Regions from separate parts of the Zea mays genome. Here all the other regions are linked to region 3. The links are chromatin contacts, called in public Hi-C maps. All regions are on one chromosome and are shown on one strand. Each heading gives the region's core, a stretch centred on a gene start, on an enhancer-like site or on the middle of the called end of the contact. The rest is flanking DNA. Distances are from core to core; before and after follow the strand shown. Region 1 holds the start of LOC103646078 (lysine histidine transporter-like 8). Region 2 holds the start of LOC100193157 (Pseudouridine synthase family protein). Region 3 holds the start of LOC100279193.

Region 1 (3,894 bases), core at 240-2,739, 150 kb after region 3:
ACGCTCTTCGACAAACATCTCTTGCCACGAATCGTCCTCCTTGCCACGGAAACGGAAGTAGTGGATGGAGTAGCGTGGAACTTACGTCTCTGATCGGGAGTCGTTCGGTGCTCCCTGCTCCGTCTCCAACATCGATGTTCGTGCACGGACGCCCGCCGACACAATCAAGCATCTGGATCTGGTAGCCTGCAATCTGCATGCATGCGTGTCCCGCGGATGCTCGCCATCTTGGCCGCCCCCGACGACAAACTTCACTTCCCCCCGTTACCGCGACAAGGCGACAGCGAAGCCAGTGCCATCCATCCAACTCGATGCTACTACTAGTGAGTAGTGCTAGTGATGATGCCGTTACCGGCATGCTAGATCCTGTCACCATGCAGCATCAACCACAATGGAACTTAGGCTATCCGCACTCATGTAACCCTAAATTTCTACTCTAAAAGGAATATTTTATCCTGGTCAGCAAGATTCTCTACTCTATTCAACAATTCTCCGCGGTCACAATTACTCTATATATCTACTCTATACCAACTACCATATATTATATTATATTTTTCCCACACTATTCACAGCTCCACACTGCCACACTGCCACTGTGCCCGGCCCACTCCACCCAACAGGACTACGGTGAGGTGTATGGAGTGGACTCCACAAATGAGGTTTCTCTCACCTACTCTAACTTTAGCGTATGGCGTGAGGTGCATGGCTGCGATATTTTTTTACTGCACAACGAACTGGATACTTGTAGCGCAGTACATGGCTGCGGACAGCCTTACATCGGGAACACCGAGTATCGATATTGGAACTTGAATGGCGTCGGTAAGGCAGCCCTAATGATGATGCTGACCAACATGCACCATTTCAAGGATGGGCGAATTATTATTTTGGTTAGGGTGCAGATCGACGAGCTAGATTTCACAGTATGGTCACTGCTGGCCACTGGGTGAACAACTCCTGTAACTGATCCGGAAGACGATCAAGCACGGCGTCGGGAAGGTCATTTGGGGTTCGGTCTGGCTCGACCCGTTGACAGGTTGCAGAAGAAGGATGGTTGGAGAACCGCACCCCGTACCCGTAGCAACGCATCAACACAGACCTGCTTAATAAAGATCCGAAGTAGAGGGCGCCCACGGGGACCAAGAATCAGGAACCACGTACTACGTCACGTTCTCACAGATCCACCGCGATGCACAGGTCGCTAGCGCACCGAAACTTAACAGTGTCGGTGGCGCTGGCTGCAGCCTGCAGGGCAGCAGAGCAGAAACACATGCTGGGCCATTTGCCCACACAAGTCAGAACCCATATCCCACATTACACACAAGCGTGGACCCGACCCGACCCGACCTGCCCAAGTCGTACCAACCCACAGCTGCAAAGCAGCATGTGTTACACTGTACGGCGTCCACACCGATGACTCACCACCAGTTCACCAACCCTGTCTGTCTGTGCACGGTCGAGTGGGAAGACCGCCTATAAAATCTCGCGTCCGGCAGACCGCTCCGGTCGGGAGTCGGGACAAACCAACCAACCCAACGGCAAGTCTAGACACCGTACCAGCCCCAGGCGCGTGCAGTGCAGACTGCAGACTGCAGTAGGCCGGCCACCGCCATGTCTTCCAGCAAGGATGCGATCAGCGAGGTGGAGTCGGCGCAGCCGTCCCCGCGGCCGCCGCCCGTGTCGACGCCGCCGTCGCAGATACACTCCCCGGCGCCCGGGCGGTCGCCGCTGCACGCCATGGCGTCGCCGCTGCGCGCCGTGGCGTCGCCTCTGCGCGCCATGGCGACGCCGCTGGCCAGCCCCGTCAGGAAGGCGGTGGCGGGCGTCAGGGAATGCCTGGAGGAGGTCGGCCACATCACGCGCCTCGCCGACCCGCGGGACGCCTGGCTGCCCATCACCGAGTCCAGGAGCGGCAACGCCTACTACGCCGCGTTCCACAACCTCAGCTCCGGCATCGGCTTCCAGGCGCTCGTGCTCCCCACGGCCTTCGCATCGCTCGGATGGTGCGTGCCTTCATTCATGTTTGCTCGTTGGTTGCTGCTGGCTCAGATGGGATATGACGTGCTCTTGTTTCGTTTCCTTCTTTGCAGGACGTGGGCGATCATCTGCCTGACCCTGGCGTTCGGGTGGCAGCTCTACACGCTGTGGCTGCTCGTCAGGCTCCACGAGCCTGTCGCGGGCGCCACCCGCTACAGCCGATACATGCACCTCGCCACCACAGTTTTCGGTGCGTGCGTGCGTTTCCCTAAACCACGCCGATTCTTTCCTCTGTCTTTGCGTGCGCCAAAGCTTCATGCGTGTTTCCGCCGCCGCCTGACGACGCATGTAGTATGATGATGTGGCTCACACGCGTTTCCCCATTCAGGCGAGAGATGGGCCAAGATCCTGGCGCTGCTCCCGGTGATGTACCTGTCGGCGGGGATCTGCACGGCGCTCATCATCGTCGGCGGCGGCAGCATGAAGCTGCTGTTCGGCATCGCGTGCGGCGAGCCGTGCCCGGCGCGCCCGCCCACCACCGTGGAGTGGTACCTCGTCTTCGTCTGCGCGGCCGTGCTGCTGTCGCAGCTCCCCAACCTCAACTCCATCGCCGGCGTGTCCCTGGTGGGCGCGACCGCGGCCGTCGCCTACTGCACCATGATCTGGACCGTGTCCGTGGCCAAGGGCAGGGTGCCCGCCGTGTCCTACGACCCCGTCAAGGCCCCCAGCGACGTGGACGGCGCACTCGCCATTCTCAATGGCCTCGGAATCATTGCCTTCGCCTTCAGGGGCCACAATGTCGTGCTGGAGATCCAGGTCAGTCAAGATAATATCCGTCTTTCCGGGCGCACGATGGATGGGAAAAGGGGTGAAAAGGGTTAAAAGCAGGCGAACTGACGAGAGTGTGGTTGCTTTGCAGGGCACGATGCCGTCGACACTGAAACACCCATCTCATGTGCCCATGTGGAAGGGGGTTAAGGTAGCGTACGCCATCATCGCGCTCTGCTTGTACCCCGTCGCCATCGGTGGCTTCTGGGCTTACGGCAACCAGGTACGTGTACCACATATATACATACATACGCACGGGCTTCGGACGACGTCGAGAGTGACTGATGATTTGCGATGCACGCGCAGATACCTCCCAATGGCATCCTGAGCGCCCTGTACAAGTTCCACAGCCGCGACACGTCCAGGCTAGTGCTGGGGGTCACCACGACGCTGGTGATCGTCAACTGCCTCACCACGTTCCAGATCTACGCCATGCCGGTGTACGACAACATGGAGGCCGGGTACGTGCACAAGAAGAACCGCCCGTGCCCGTGGTGGATGCGCTCGGGCTTCCGCGCCTTCTTCGGCGCGGTCAACTTCCTCATCGCCGTCGCGCTGCCGTTCCTGTCGCAGCTCGCCGGCCTCCTCGGAGGGATCTCGCTGCCGGTCACCCTGGCCTACCCGTGCTTCATGTGGGTGGCCATCAAGAAGCCGCGGAAGGGCACCGCCACGTGGAACGTCAACTGGGCGCTGGGAATCCTCGGCATGAGCATAAGCCTTGTCCTCATAGTCGGAAACCTGTGGGGCCTTGTGGAGAAAGGCTTGCGGGTCAAGTTCTTTAAGCCTGCCGATTCCCAGTGAAAAAAAGGATGCAGATTTGTCAATCGGTTAGATTTGTAATGCCATGCTTTTATATATGTTGATTTCTTCGCCAGGAACGTATAATGTCCTCCTGCACCTTGACAATTTGCAAGAAAGCAAAGTCCAGTTAAGGTACTCGTGGTCGTTCCTCGTGCCATTGTGCCTTTTGCTCATTTTTTTTCTTTATTTATGCGCTTTATATACATTTCGTTGTCTTAGGGTCTGTTTGGTTGGACTGTGGCTGTGAAAAAAGTTGCTGTGGGCTGTGAGCTGTGGAAAAAGCAGCTGTAG
Region 2 (3,998 bases), core at 72-2,571, 250 kb after region 3:
GGGATTTCGGCTCGGGCGCGTGCAACAGTTCGGCTCCGCTGTGCCCCAACCGGAGCAGCTTCTTCTTCTGGGACAGGTTCCACCCCACCGAGACGTTGGCGGCGGTCACGGCGCAGCAGCTCTTCAGCGACAACGGGACCTTCGTCCACCCGATCAACGTGCAGCAGCTGGTGGCGCCGTCGTCGCGGCCATGAGCAGCATCTGTTTTGGCTCTGATTGAATGCTCATGCATGCTTCGATGATACGTATGATATACTATCGCTGCAACTGTAATAATGATAATAATAAGCATCAGTAAGTACGTGTGTGGCAACTATTTTAAGAGATTGGTTTAAGCTAAAGGCTGTAGAGATTCTTGTCGGCGTCGAGAAGGTTCTCAGGGCGGCGCGTTCGTGACCGAAGATTCCTATATGCACTGATATATACCTGTTGCTTGTCATGTTCTTCCCAAACAAGATGCTGGTGTGTGTGTCTCTCTCTATGTGTTTTTGCTGTAATTATATTCAGGCCTACGTGTCGCGTGGTTTTTGTATCTGGTCTGGCTTATTTAACGTTTCGTGCACTATCGTATAAGTTTCGCGTGGATATTGGCGTGTATGCAATTTGTTCAATAGCAGAAGCGAAGCGATGTTCGACTGAAGAAGTGTCGATGCAAAATGAAAATTGGATGTGCTCACAATTATTTTATATATACTTAAGGTGTGTTTGGTTTCTAGAGGCAATTTTTAGTCTCTCTATTTTATTTCATTTTAGCCTAAAATTGTGAAATACGGAAACTCCGTATTTAACAATTTAGGGATAAAATGAAATAAAATGGAGGACTAAACATTAGTCACTAGAAACCAAACACTCCTTTAATTTATTAAGAATTTGTATGTATGTGCTCTGCTGAAGTCGGTTCTCTCCAGCAGCTTATATATTTATTATATCTCTTATCTAATCTCTTATTTTAAATTTTACTTTGTTGTAAAAACACAAACATATGCACGATACACGATAGACAGCATAAGAGCTCATTTACTAGTGGTGGTGACCCATCACATGTGGCCTGGGCTACCCACGTCCTTCGTAATAGTGGCAGCCCACAGCAGAAACGCTGAAGCCTATGAAGGTGCACGCGACATGATTGCTGGCCCACTTGGCCCACTTGGCTAAGCGTCTAGCCCAGACCCACGTCCTTCGTAATAGTGGCAGCCCACAGTAGAAACGCTGAAGCCTACGAAGGTGCACGCGACATGATTGCTGGCCCACTTGGCATCGATTTACAGCCCGTCAGCCCATGGTCTCCTATACCCGCTCGGCTCGGCGCCTCTGCCTCGGCCGCTCCCCGTTCCCGTCACCGCGCCGCCGGCCGCCAGGATCGCCCGCCCCACCATCCTGGCTCATCAGTCCTCGCCGCGAGCCCGTGCCTGGAACGCCGCTTGCGCTACCACGCCGCGGTCCCACGCCCGCTCCCGTTCCAGCGACAGGGGGTTACTGGGACGAGATCAACCGTAACCTGACTGACTCACTGACGGCCTTGCACTCTCAGCAAAACCGTGGCACAAGTGGGCACCGGGGAATCAGCTAGGATTTAAGCTTGAGCCTTCGCTCCAAACCTCCATGGAGGCGGAGGCCAGGAACATCCTTGAACGCGCCGCGGAGTCTTCCTTCCCACCGCTGCACGCCGTCCACCACCTCCTTTCCGTCGGGGTACGGCTGCTCCTACTTGTTCATGTGCTACTGGAGTGTTGAGTGTTCGCTAATCGTTGCTTGATTTCCATCATTCGTTGTCACCTCCGCACGAACCCGTTTGATTAGTGCAGCAGTTGTTGCGGCTATTTTTTTTATTGTTGTCAATGCTGGATTTAGTGCTTTTCGTGTGCTCTTGGAGCATTTAGTTCTATCGGCTTGGTATGTTTGAGCAACTTTGCTCACCAGTGCAGTTGTTTCTCTATATTTCAAATTTACCTACAAGGAAGAGAGCCCTTGTTCTGTGATGTGGCCTCTTTCGGTTTCAAATTCTGACTGCTGTTTGTTCAGTGGAGAGGAACACTCTTTCTTCTGTGCCCTGAGTAAGCATTACTTTCGGAGTTTTTTCCCCTCTATCTTCAAGCTCTTCTGTCATTCAGTACTGCGCACCCTATCTGCTGATGCTTTATTCAGAATTGGATAAAAATAATGCGCAGTCTGCCGTATTGCAGGTCTGTGTGCGTTGCATCCTTCGCCTGCTTGGAGCCTATAGCAGTGCCTGCTCATATGCATGTCTTACGGCATCAGTTTTGCATTCGTTCCTTGAAGAACACGATGAGTCCATAAAAGGAGGGTCATGTCCATGTCTATCGATGAATGATGCATATTGCTCTGTCTGCTTGGGAGTATTGCTCCCAACCTTCCATCGAGATGAAGGTCTGGAGACACCTAATGGCATTTCTCATATTGACAACATGTCTTCAGTAATATCTCAAGCAGTGCACGGGGAGAGTTACCAAGTTGATGAGTTTTCTCTAGAAATTTCACTACCGCCGGTTATAGCCGCCAATGAGCGTGCAGTTAGGTAATCATCTCTAGCTAAAAATATCTGCTCCGTTTATCCTCTTGCTCCATTTTTTATTGGTTACTCATGGAGATATCATTGTGTTAATCATGTCAGAGTTCCATAAGTGTGTACAGAAACCATCATATAGTGTAAAGCATATCATCATAACTTTGGTTCACTAGACAAGGTTTAATCATAGCCAGCACTGCCAATGACCTATATTTAGTTTTAAACTCTTAATGGACAATTAAATGTAAATCAATTCCTTTTCTGTTGTTCAAATTCACATGGGCATACGTTGTCTATCTTTCTAATGCCATGTGATACCACATAAATGTTTGCATAATAAGTTGGCTTTTACCTGAACAGATTATATATGAAACAAAAATATGGCAATGAGAATTGGTTCAAGGACAAAATGTTTGCACAACAAACAATGTCAGTGAAGGAAGCCTTGCGACTTTTGATAGCACCATCACTCGAGAAACTAATGGTATGTGTTTTCCTGACTGCATTTTCTTTGTAGTTATGGTGACACCACATTCTAAAATTTATAGTTGCTTGTTCACTAACCCCAACATGTTTAACTGAACTTTTGCAGAATGCTAAACATGGTAACAATTCATTTAGAATCCGCTTAACATATACTCATGGTGATGCTTCACAAAAGCTTCATAGTTTATTGCCAAATGAGCACAGCCGTAAAAGGAAACCAGGTTTCATCATACTGGCTCTCATCTTCTGACACACTACATTCTTAAGATGGATCATAGTGTTCATCCGTCTGAAGATTTTTGTGATTTTCTCATAGATTCAAGAAAAGGAGGTGATGCTTCGAATGAGGCCCATAAAAGGAATTCAGCAGATGGCAACCCTATACAAACAAGTGAATCAGATTCATTCATCTACAAGAGTCTTGAGGGCATCCAAGATCAAGAATTCTGTAATGCATTTCAGTTGCCTCCTGAAAAGGTTATTATCTTTTACTACCATAATATTGTTTTGTTGTAGGAAATGGGAAAATTTCCAAGAACTTTTTCATCAACTAATCTGGCCTCTTCAGGTGTTTAAACCCTGCCATCTTTTAATATCGTGCTTGAGATCACCTACATATCTTGGTGGAAGATATTTGAAGGTGTGCGTGGTTATCTTTCATCTACCTTGGATTGATATTCGTAGTAGATAAAAGTATATGTGCCTTTTTTAATTTCACTAGGTTCTGGTTCCCTGATACTACATTTCACTGTCAGCTTTCAAGGAACGTCAGTCAGTCATGTTGGATAATAGATGATGAGAGAATGGGTGAAGCTTCAGTTGAGGTAAGCTTCTCTCACTCTCTCCCCCCAAGAAAGAGTGCTACATCTAAGTGTCACATCCATTGTAGGAGATAATTGGGGAGAATGTTCGTGCCATCTGCAGAGGTGATAGCTGCAAGTTCCATGCTGCTGGGAGAGAAGACATTGATGTAATGTTATAGTCT
Region 3 (3,952 bases), core at 518-3,017:
TTTTGTTAACAACTCCCACAAAAAAATCAGGAACCATAACTGATTATGTTCACATCCGGACCATCCGCGTCGCCACCACGGCGATGCTCAACAACTATCTAATCCTCTTTCTATATAGAGTTTATCTTTCTTCTTATCTATCTATTTTTACACTTTAAACAATAGATTAAGAAAAACTAAAATATGTATAAGATATTTGAGGATATAACAAATACATATGTAAAAAATCTAGAACAAAATGTCCTTAACATACATACTCCCTCCGGTTCAATTTATAATTTGTTAACTTTTTTACATCAAGTTTGACCGACTTGTCTTATTAAAAAATTATAATTATTATTAATTTTTATATCGTGTCTCATACAATTTAAGTATGACTTTATTTTTTATATTTCACAAAAAATGAATAAAGACGAGTCAAGCGAATTATAAATTAAGATGAAGATGTAGGGAGTATTAAGGTAGAGAGATATAAAAGTACCGTTAGACAAATATAATTATTTTTAGGAAAAAAATGTAAAAGAGATATAGAGACAAAAGATACACATGATATTGTTCTATATAGATTGAATTGGGGTGGGCATTCAGTCTATTAGGTTAATTCGGTTCGGTCTATTCAGATTTTTCAAATTGCAGGTTTAAAATGAGAACTGAGTTGAATCCAAGTAATTTTAGGAACTGGACACCAAAAGATCGATAATTTCGGTTCGATCTATTCGTTCCACCGAATAAACCAAATAATAGATAGATTAGTGGCTTTTGTTGAAAAGTATGCAATGAATATTTAAGTAGAAGTAATATTACTACAATAAGTGACTAATAAAAATAGCATATAGACATATAATTATACTATCATTAAGATGAGGTCATAATTTTTAGTTAATAGGTTCATAGACCATATAATAATATCATGACATGCTAAGAGTTTTTCTATATTTTAGATTATTTTTTCTATTCATATTTTAAAGGAAAGTAATTAAAACCATAACTCTAAATATACAACAGTCGAGAATCGAAATTTGAACCCTAAAACCCAAATAATTGAGGTCAGAGTTCCGGTTTTGAAATGCCCACACACTATAGAGTCATGTCCAAATGGGCCAGGTGGGTCGGTCCGGCCCAGGCACGGCTAGGCTTGGTACGAATAGAGATCGTGCCGGCCCAGCCCGGATGAGATAGCGGGCCATGCCATGCTGGCCCACGGGCCACGAGTGAGGCCCAAGCACGACTCGATATGTTAATAATCGTGGCGGACCGGCCCACGGCCCGACGAGTCTAACGGGCCTATAACGGTTTATGCCATTTAAATGGTAAAAATATGTATATATATGAGGGTTTTAATCATATTTTTAACTCTAAACACATTTAGAACCATATAATTAATAAAACATATATGCTTTATTTTATTTTATATTCTATATTAAGTATAACATAGGTATTTGTATGAAAAAATAGAAAAAATAAAATTGAGCCGTGCCGTGCCGCCTATTGGGCCCAGACGGTCTGGTGACTAGGCCAGACCGACATGGAGCTTAGCAACGTGCCATGCTGGATATAGGCCGAGCCAAACTCGCGTCGTGCTTCGGGCCGCCCGGCTAGCCCGATCCGTATCCACATGTATACTCCTACGCTACACGGGCCAGCGCAAAAGCCAATTGGCGTCACGTCGTCGCCTCTGCGGAAACCGGCGGTCCACGGGAAAGGAAAGAGGAAACAGGGAGGCGACGCCGTCACAATTCGTTCTCGCGATTTGCCCTTCTCCACCTCCCCGTCCATGTCGCGGGAAATCACGCGCGGCGACGCTGGATTCACTTAGATCCAACAGGGTAATCGGCACGGGGCAGCCTCTCCACCCATTCCCGCAGCCGGTTGGGCGAGTCGTCGGTTCAGGTTTCTTTCAAGCTCCTCTGCTCCCTTCAATTCCTTCAAATTCATGCGGTCAAGCCTACGGGAGGTTCTGTTGCCCGTCCCGTAGCTGCGCGTTCCTTTTGTTTCTTCTCGGAGGAGATTGAGCGATCTGACGCGGATGCGATTTCGTTTTTAATTCTGGTCTGTTGCAGCCCCTTTTTTCGGGTTGGCCATGTTGGTGATCTCAACGTAGTTGTACTGTATTCAGTTCATACCAACTCTACGGGACTAGTTAGATTGTTTGCGTTTGGATGTTTTGTGCTTCATTCATAGATCGTCGTTCAGTTCGTGGGAATGAATTTCACAGGTTCAGGATTTCACACTTTTGAGTTCATTGCATCATTGCAGATAATAGACTGGGCGTGTGGATCCAAGAGGTTTGATCCCTTTAATTTGGATTGAAGTGCCAGCTTTCGGTCAGGAAGGTGATGCTGGATGATGCTGACGGACTTTGAAAGCATACCGGTTCAAAGAAGTGTTGCCTGTCACCATGAGGCTCAACGTTGGGCTCCTAGTGCCCTTGATGGCACAATACTCCGCACCCACATGGGCTACTTTAGTTGCTGGGTTCTTCATGCTGCTTGCGCTTTCGCTCTCCACGTACCTGATATTTGAGCATCTCTCAGCATACAACAATCCAGAGGTTTCTAGTTTCTACTTTTGCATCCTATCTTAATTTTTGCATAATTCGGTTTATCAGAACTATGGTAAAGCATAATTTTTACTGTTTTAGGTTCTGTTCTACTTGTACAGGAACAAAAATTTGTACTGGGTGTTATTCTCATGGTCCCTTGCTATGCAATTGAGTCAGTAAGGCCTCTAAAACACTTTATGTATGTGCTACATTACTCCATCAGCATGCCTAATGTTCTTCTTTTGCAACAGTGTATTTCTTTGATAAATCCAAGTACAAGCGTTTACTGTGGCATCCTACGTGATGGTTATGAAGCATTTGCAATGTACTGCTTTGGAAGATATATTACTGCATGTTTAGGTAAGTTATGCCTATAGGCATTGCTATTTTGAGAAAATATGTAGTTGTGTTCTTAAAAGAAAACTCGGCCTGCGGGGGGTAAGACAGCCCCGAGGCATCGTATTAAGAAGAAGACCTTCTCACACAGGTCGAGAAAATCCCCGAACCTCTGCTCCACCCATATACAGCGGCACTGTAGCCCATGTGAGAACGACCGCGATCGGGGCCGGGTCTTAGACCTATGATTTGGCGTGGGATAGACGAGAGGATTTTTTTAACCACAACCTGAAAATTCGTTCCCACGGGGAGTCGAACCCAGGACCAGGAGTGCTACTCAGACCATCTAACCAACTCGACTAGAGGCTCTTTCGCTGTAGTTGTGTTCTTAGCTGCCTGTATTTTTCCAATGGAGTTTTAATTTCAAAGAGTAGGAATGTAACATAATTTTGAACAATGCAATCTTTTTTGTCCTAAATTACTTTCTTGTATGTACCTCTGCAGCTAAACCAATCAAACCCTTACATTTTGTCTTTCTGATACAGTTCATGATATATATTGTTTGGTGCACTTGCAGTTTTCATATTTTGTTTTCTTCGATTGTATGTGTTTATTATGTCTGAACAAATGTAGGTGGGGAAGATAAAACAATAGCCTTTTTAAAGAGGGAAGGTGGCTCTGGTTCTGGGCAGTCTCTACTGCATCACACGTCCGAGAAGGGAATCATACACCATCATTTTCCTGTAAATTATGTATTGAAGCCCTGGAGACTGGGGACGCGGTTCTACCTGATTATCAAATTTGGAATCTTCCAATATGTATTTCTACAAGCCCTAGAAATTCTTCTATTGGAGAAGTAAAAAACAAGACTTAATTATGCCCTTTTTGCACCTGCAGGTGATCATAAAGACCCTCACAGCCACCTTATCTCTTCTTCTAGAATCTTTTGGTGTTTATTGTGATGGAGAATTCAATTTACGATGTGGGTAAGACAATTACTTTCTTGTTCTTTGTTTCCAAATCTGAAAATTACATCTTCCTTACATTGGTTTTTGTTTATTGCCAAACTATTTT

What was found. Hi-C and Micro-C count contacts between places; a contact is called where the count stands out from the background.
Region 1: a contact with region 3 is called in a Hi-C map of leaf, with 5 times the contacts expected there. The contact joins the promoter of LOC103646078 here to the promoter of LOC100279193 in region 3. A contact is called at or near these places in 3 of 25 Hi-C or Micro-C datasets (leaf and tassel).
Region 2: a Hi-C map of leaf shows a contact between it and region 3, with 9 times the contacts expected there. The contact joins the promoter of LOC100193157 here to the promoter of LOC100279193 in region 3. A contact is called at or near these places in 3 of 25 Hi-C or Micro-C datasets (all in leaf).

The regions. Positions count from the first base shown.
Region 1 is chr2:19,112,626-19,116,519 of Zm-B73-REFERENCE-NAM-5.0, forward strand. LOC103646078 (lysine histidine transporter-like 8) reads left to right here and starts at 1,490. Exons shown (of 5, transcript XM_008670803.3): 1 at 1,490-2,000; 2 at 2,088-2,224; 3 at 2,363-2,790; 4 at 2,894-3,025; 5 at 3,109-3,821. The coding sequence starts at 1,609. The coding sequence ends at 3,603.
Region 2 is chr2:19,220,309-19,224,306 of Zm-B73-REFERENCE-NAM-5.0, forward strand. LOC100193157 (Pseudouridine synthase family protein) reads left to right here and starts at 1,322. Exons shown (of 15, transcript NM_001358669.1): 1 at 1,322-1,692; 2 at 2,184-2,536; 3 at 2,888-3,011; 4 at 3,120-3,234; 5 at 3,330-3,490; 6 at 3,582-3,653; 7 at 3,769-3,837; 8 at 3,903-3,983. The coding sequence starts at 1,603. It overlaps LOC100284225 (anther-specific proline-rich protein APG), which reads left to right. Exons shown (of 5, transcript NM_001157120.2): 5 at 1-452. The coding sequence ends at 194.
Region 3 is chr2:18,966,387-18,970,338 of Zm-B73-REFERENCE-NAM-5.0, forward strand. LOC100279193 reads left to right here and starts at 1,768. Exons shown (of 9, transcript NM_001152217.1): 1 at 1,768-1,890; 2 at 2,257-2,551; 3 at 2,662-2,718; 4 at 2,794-2,902; 5 at 3,512-3,696; 6 at 3,776-3,864. The coding sequence starts at 2,399.